Regions from separate parts of the Mus musculus genome. Here region 1 is linked to region 2. Evidence: chromatin contacts called from public HiChIP or PLAC-seq data. All regions are on one chromosome and are shown on one strand. The core of a region is the stretch at or near the end of the contact, and the rest is flanking DNA. Distances in the headings are between cores, read along the strand shown. Region 1 overlaps Clmp (CXADR-like membrane protein). Region 2 has its middle 26 kb from the start of Gm35177.

Region 1 (2,700 bases), core at 190-2,689, 240 kb after region 2:
GCAAGCCAGAAGAGGGGACCTGACCCCATTACAGATAGTTGTGAGCGACCATGTGGTTGTTGGGATTTGAACTCAGAGCCATCTCACCAGCCCGTGTCTTAATTCTTGATCTATACAATGAAATACGGCTTTTCCCTTTGTTTTTGTTCATTCTCTGTGTTTTGCTTTTAGACAGGATAAGTCAGTGTAGCCCAGGCTAACTTTGAAGTCACAGTATTCACAGCTTTTTCCCTGCTTCAGGCTTGCAAATATCCGAATGACTTTACTTTCTAATACCTTACTTTCTTACGTATATCCGATGCATCCATTCTCCTGAGGCTTACTGGAGCATTCTGGGTAAAGCAAAATATGGGGAAACTCCTCCCACTCAAGGTTAGTGAATACTAAATGTCCCCTAACCATTGAAAAATGTTCTCACTCAATGGAAGAAAGGGAGGCTACATCTGTGTCGCCCACTAGAGGGCACTGTACTGTATACTGCACAATGTGAAAGACCAGACTTTCGATCCCTGCCATGGGATGCTCTAACTTTGTAAACTCTGATCTACACAGGCTGGTAAATTACTTGGATGATAACTCCTACACCAAGAGCTGCGGCCTTGCCTAGAGCCTGCTTTGACTATACATTCAGGGGTCATTTCCTTAGTTCATTACTCGGAGCTTGGGAACATGTAGGGAGCCTGTACTCATGGGGTAACCTTTCAGGAAGAGCAAACATGGGTGACTAGGGACAAGTTGTCCGCCTTGGGCATTCAATGAGCTTTGGGAAAGTAGTAAAGTCTTATTTAGGAAGAAGAGAGGTTAGAGGTTGTTCTTTGGTCACGGCCCAGCCCACTATCCCTTATGAGAGGGGCGGGGGATATGAATATGTTTTTTGTTAAAACTCCTTCTTGCCTGGTCTTTTTGAAAAAAAGTCTGGAATGATCAAAGGAGTCCAATGAGACCCAAGGTTTTAGAGCGCAAAATCTTAAGCTAATCTTAAGCAGCAAGTACACGAAGAATTAGTCCCACCTTACCATGGAGGAGCACGGAGGGAGCGGTTTCCAGGGCAGCTGACCCCAGGCCGGGGGATGGGGGTGGGGGAGTGGCTGTTGATAACGCTAAGGCTGAGAGGTTCCCACTAGCACCTTGTTAAGTGTCTGAGTTGCCCGTGAAATCCCCACTAGGGAAAGCCCAAGGCTTCCAGGAAGGCGTTTTGCATATACACAAGAAGCCTCTTTCCAAACCCCGCTTCCTATCGATAAATACTGCAGCAAAAATTTCAAAAATTCTTCCCTTCCCTGAACCCCTGCGACTCACTAGCTTGGCCAGGCTGTGATCTCCTCCTAAGTTATACCGACTGTAAGGGTTTCTTCGCCCTAAGGTTGATCCCTGTTGCCCAGGAAATCCTATGCTAGCAGCCAGAGGGTGGCTGGACCTGCCCATTCCCTCTCACCCACCAGATGGCAGGCACATGCTAAGCAGTTCCCACAAACACTACCGAGGGCCCTGCCAGCTCAAACTGTAGATTCAACATATGGTAAAAATTATTTCTTAAGATGACCAAAAAAAAAAAAAATCCCAGAAATCTGGTAGCATCTTGGAGTTGGGGGGAGGGGGGAGGATGGTGGGGAGGAGGTGGGGGGGGGTCGGGAGGAGGGAGGACGGGGACTTAAGGTTCAAGAAAATAGGCAGATCCGTAGGCTCTGGTTGACACTCCCTGCCTCGCTGAAGTCGTTTGTATTCACGAAGGCACCCTCCTGGCGCTGCTGTATTTAATTCTGGATGTGTTATAAATAGAAGCTAGAGAGCGCAGTGTACACCGCCCACCACCTTGTTCCGGCCCTCTGGGGACATCGTCCAAATCTGGGCCTTTGTTTCCCTCTAGTGGCCTCCCTCAGCAAGTCTCACAGCAGAGCCTTTGCATTTGTTTATTCTGCATATAGCAAGGGCCTCCTGGATGCACGAGGGTGGTGTACAGTTCTTGAGCTTTGCACGAAGCTAAGACAACTCTGCGGGTTTCAGCGGCGAATGAAAGCTAGCGCATCCTCGGCCAAGCCCAACACAGTACAGTGCAGTCAGTTTCTCCGCTTTCCTGAGGGCTGCCATGTGGGCTGAAGGAGAACCGGCAATGTTATAGAGCATTTCCACTCTAAATGATTTAACCGGACCTCATCTCACGATGTTCCTCCCCTGTGCCAAGGTTCACTCAACAGTAAAATAGGTCTAAATGCTGACTGGCTATCTGCTATGTATTCAGACTCACAAAAGCAAAAACCAAAAGCAAAACTATGTTAGTTTACAGGAAATCTTCTCACATAGGCAGTAAAAGTATGATTTTGAAAGTATGATTTTGGGCTGGAGAGATGACTCAGCAGTTAAGAGCACTGACTGCTCTTCTGGAGGTCCTGAGTTCAATTCCCAGCAACCACATGGTGACTCACAACCATCTGTAATGGGATTGGATGCCTTCTTCTGGTGTGTCTGAAGACAGCTACAGTGTACTTAGATATAATAAATCTTTTTTTAAAAGTTATTTCTATATTGGTTGCACCACATAAGCTCGGCACATACACATTTGTTCAAATATAAGTGTAACACGTGTGTTGCATTTCACAGCCTTGCACTTTGCACCACATTTGTTCTAAAAGAACTTGACATCTGGGGTACACGTGATAAGAGAGGCAAGAATCCTGGTTTGGAAGAACAGCCAGTGCTCTT
Region 2 (2,700 bases), core at 118-2,617:
TGTGCATGCACACATACATGTGTGTGTAAATGCCTATGAAGGCCAAGATTGATCTAGAGGGCCTTTCTCTATTACTCCCCAACTTACTTTTGAGGCAGAATCTCTCACTGAAATGGAAACTCACTGAGATGGCTAGAATGACTGAACAGTAAGCTCTGGTGATCCACCTGCTCTGCCCTGCTAGCACTGAGGTGACAGAGGGTTGCTGCCATGCCCAACATCGTACAGAGGTGCTAGGGATCCAAACACGTGCCCATCGAACCATCTTCCCAGCTCCTCAAAACACTAATTTTTAATCTATTATTAGTATTACAAGCATTTGAAATGAATCATGTTAAAAAAACAAAGTCCATTTGCTCAAATTGCTCTCCCTTAAGCACACAGTCACCGGATAATGAGCGGAGGAGAAGGAAGATTCAGATTCCAGGGGTACAGGATGTAAAGTCATAGCATAATCTGCCCACTGGGCAAACTGGGGACAAGAATATTGTGATAACCAGCAACTGCCACCTACATGGCAGCACTATTCCGAACCACCTCAAATTACCCTTCTCCAGCATCTGGAGGGTGAAGAAGAGAGCTGGGAACACTAGATGCTACGTCGGGAGATGGGAGAGGAGCCTGTCCCACGCCTATCACCAGCAGACTTATGAACTTCATTAAGTGGCTCTTCCGTGAGCCTCATTTTCCTCCCATGCAAAAGGTCACATGAAGTGATTCAAGGATCCTAACTAGCCAGGAGTACACAAAGAGAACCCCACAGCGGCATACTGAGATCTTAACTTTTAGCATTTACTCTCCAGAATTTACCATCAAAACAGGTCCTGGCTCTTAGGAAAGACACACTCTATCGGATTGTTTTCTGTGTAATTGTGTTTGACGTGAAAATTGAAGGCCTGGGTAATTACATTTCGTCTTCTCCTTTGATAGCAGGGAGGGAAATCAGAACCACCTGTACAAAAGGGTGACAGACTGACACAGAAGGGGCATCCTGAAACCTTGCTTGGTGCTCTGTGAACAAATAAACAGGCCAACAAAACACAGCTGACTTTTGTCCTCCCCTGCTGATTTTATAAAGCTCATTTTGAATGCTGTCAACTGTTCACAGATACCTAGAGACCTGTTTCCTTTTGCTGTTGCCTTGTGGGATAGACCTGCATCTGCACCAAGGTGTGGGATAGACCTGCATCTGCACCAAGCTGCAGAAGGTTATAAATACTAAGACACGCTGGTGGTTTGAGACCCAGTAAGGACGGACAAACCACAGAGAACTGTACTAGATGGGTCTGACAGGCAATTCTCCTGCCCGCTGCTGCTGTTTCCCAAGTGACAGGAAAAGGTTTTGTCTGGCTCAGCAGGTCTGTCATATGCCTGGCTTCTGGATGTCAAAGCTTGCGGAAAGCACATGACTACGGGGTGGTGAATCAACACTACAGAGTATGCAAGGCAAAAATGGAAGCCATTATATTGTTTGGCTAAAGAGGAAGTATGGGGAATGGCCTAGAACATTTACTTCGTGAACCTGAAATTTCATGAAATGAGAGCCAGGAACTGTGATCTCTGGACAAATGTATTCTAAAGCAGCCTGACATGAAATTAAAATAGTGCAGTCCATTGAAGAAAGAACCCTGTTGACTAGCTAGGCCTTCCAAAGTCTAAGGTGGAGGAAAGGTTGCAACATTTCAGAAACTCTTCAAAATAACTCCTGATTGGACTCTACAGGACTGAGTCATGGCAGAGAGCTTCCAGCTGCTGCCGGTGTGTGCTATGTAGGGTTTTCCTTACTCCTGCCCATGTGAGTGCTATGTAGGGTTGTCCTTACTCTTGCTGGTGTGAGTGCTATGTCGGGTTGTCCCTACTCCTGACCATGAATGCTATATAGGGTTGTTCTTAATCTACATCGACTTATGGTTTTGACTCTTCAGAGCCTTTCCATTCTTCTGGAATCCTCCACTCCCTTCCCACTTTTCCTCTTGGAAGGTTGCAACCCTTTATCACAGAAGGGAGAGAAGTTCTCTCCTGGTGGTCCTCCACACACTCCTAAAAGTAGGACTCACTCTTGAAAATGTTCCCCTTTTTCATAAAAAAGGTAATTATTTCTTATAACTTTTTCAATAAAAATTAAGTCAAAAATACAAAATGCTTACTATACATCTACACAGGCCATAAATCCTGGCTGTCCTTCATTATTCTTCTACACAGTGCTTCTGATTTCTGATTTCACTCTGTTCAGTAGCTCTGTAGAGTTTGCATAGCGCTTCTCTCTCTCTCTCTCTCTCTCTGTCTCTGTGTCTCTCTCTCTCTCTCTCTCTCTCTCTCTCTCTCTCTCTCTCTCTCTCTCTCTCTCTCTCTCTCATCTCACTACATAGAGCAGCCTCATTCTTACAGAGATCCGCCCACCTCTGCCTCCCGAGTGCTGGGATTTGAAGTATGTGCTCCCACGCCTGGCCACGATTCTCTCTGTTGAAACATTTTCATTCTCTAGTCTCGTCAGCTGTCATTACATCTCTCCCTCTTTCAGATGCTAACCGACTCCATTCTCTACCTGAACTCTTCCTAAGCCCTGAGCAGCCCTGCTTGCCTTCCTTTCCTTCCACCTTTATTGGAACTCTTTTAGCAAGTTTACAAATGACCCACTTTATCCTTAGCCTGCCCAAACTCTTTTGTAGTCAGTTTACTTTCCAACCCCACATCGTTCCT

The links. HiChIP or PLAC-seq counts read pairs in DNA pulled down with a chosen protein or histone mark.
Region 1: a contact with region 2 is called in an H3K4me3 HiChIP or PLAC-seq map of bone marrow-derived macrophages, with 3 times the contacts expected there. The contact joins two enhancer-like sites. A contact is called at or near these places in 1 of 39 promoter capture datasets (hippocampal neurons), 6 of 484 Hi-C or Micro-C datasets (the C10 cell line, cerebellar granule neurons, cerebellum and 2 more) and 1 of 115 datasets of contacts at active chromatin or transcription factors (bone marrow-derived macrophages).

Annotation. Positions count from the first base shown.
Region 1 is chr9:40,756,077-40,758,776 of GRCm38.p6, forward strand. The region is part of intron 1 of Clmp (CXADR-like membrane protein); the gene reads left to right. Among named protein-coding and RNA genes, the nearest start is that of Hspa8, 44 kb to the right of the region's middle. Within about 2 kb of position 1,440, at least 182 of the 459 cell types and tissues checked have an H3K27ac peak or open chromatin away from gene starts, as enhancers often do. A contact at or near this core is called in bone marrow-derived macrophages, where this site is marked.
Region 2 is chr9:40,519,929-40,522,628 of GRCm38.p6, forward strand. It overlaps a transcript of Gramd1b not described here. Among named protein-coding and RNA genes, the nearest start is that of Gm35177, 26 kb to the right of the region's middle. Within about 2 kb of position 1,368, at least 11 of the 459 cell types and tissues checked have an H3K27ac peak or open chromatin away from gene starts, as enhancers often do. A contact at or near this core is called in bone marrow-derived macrophages, where this site is marked.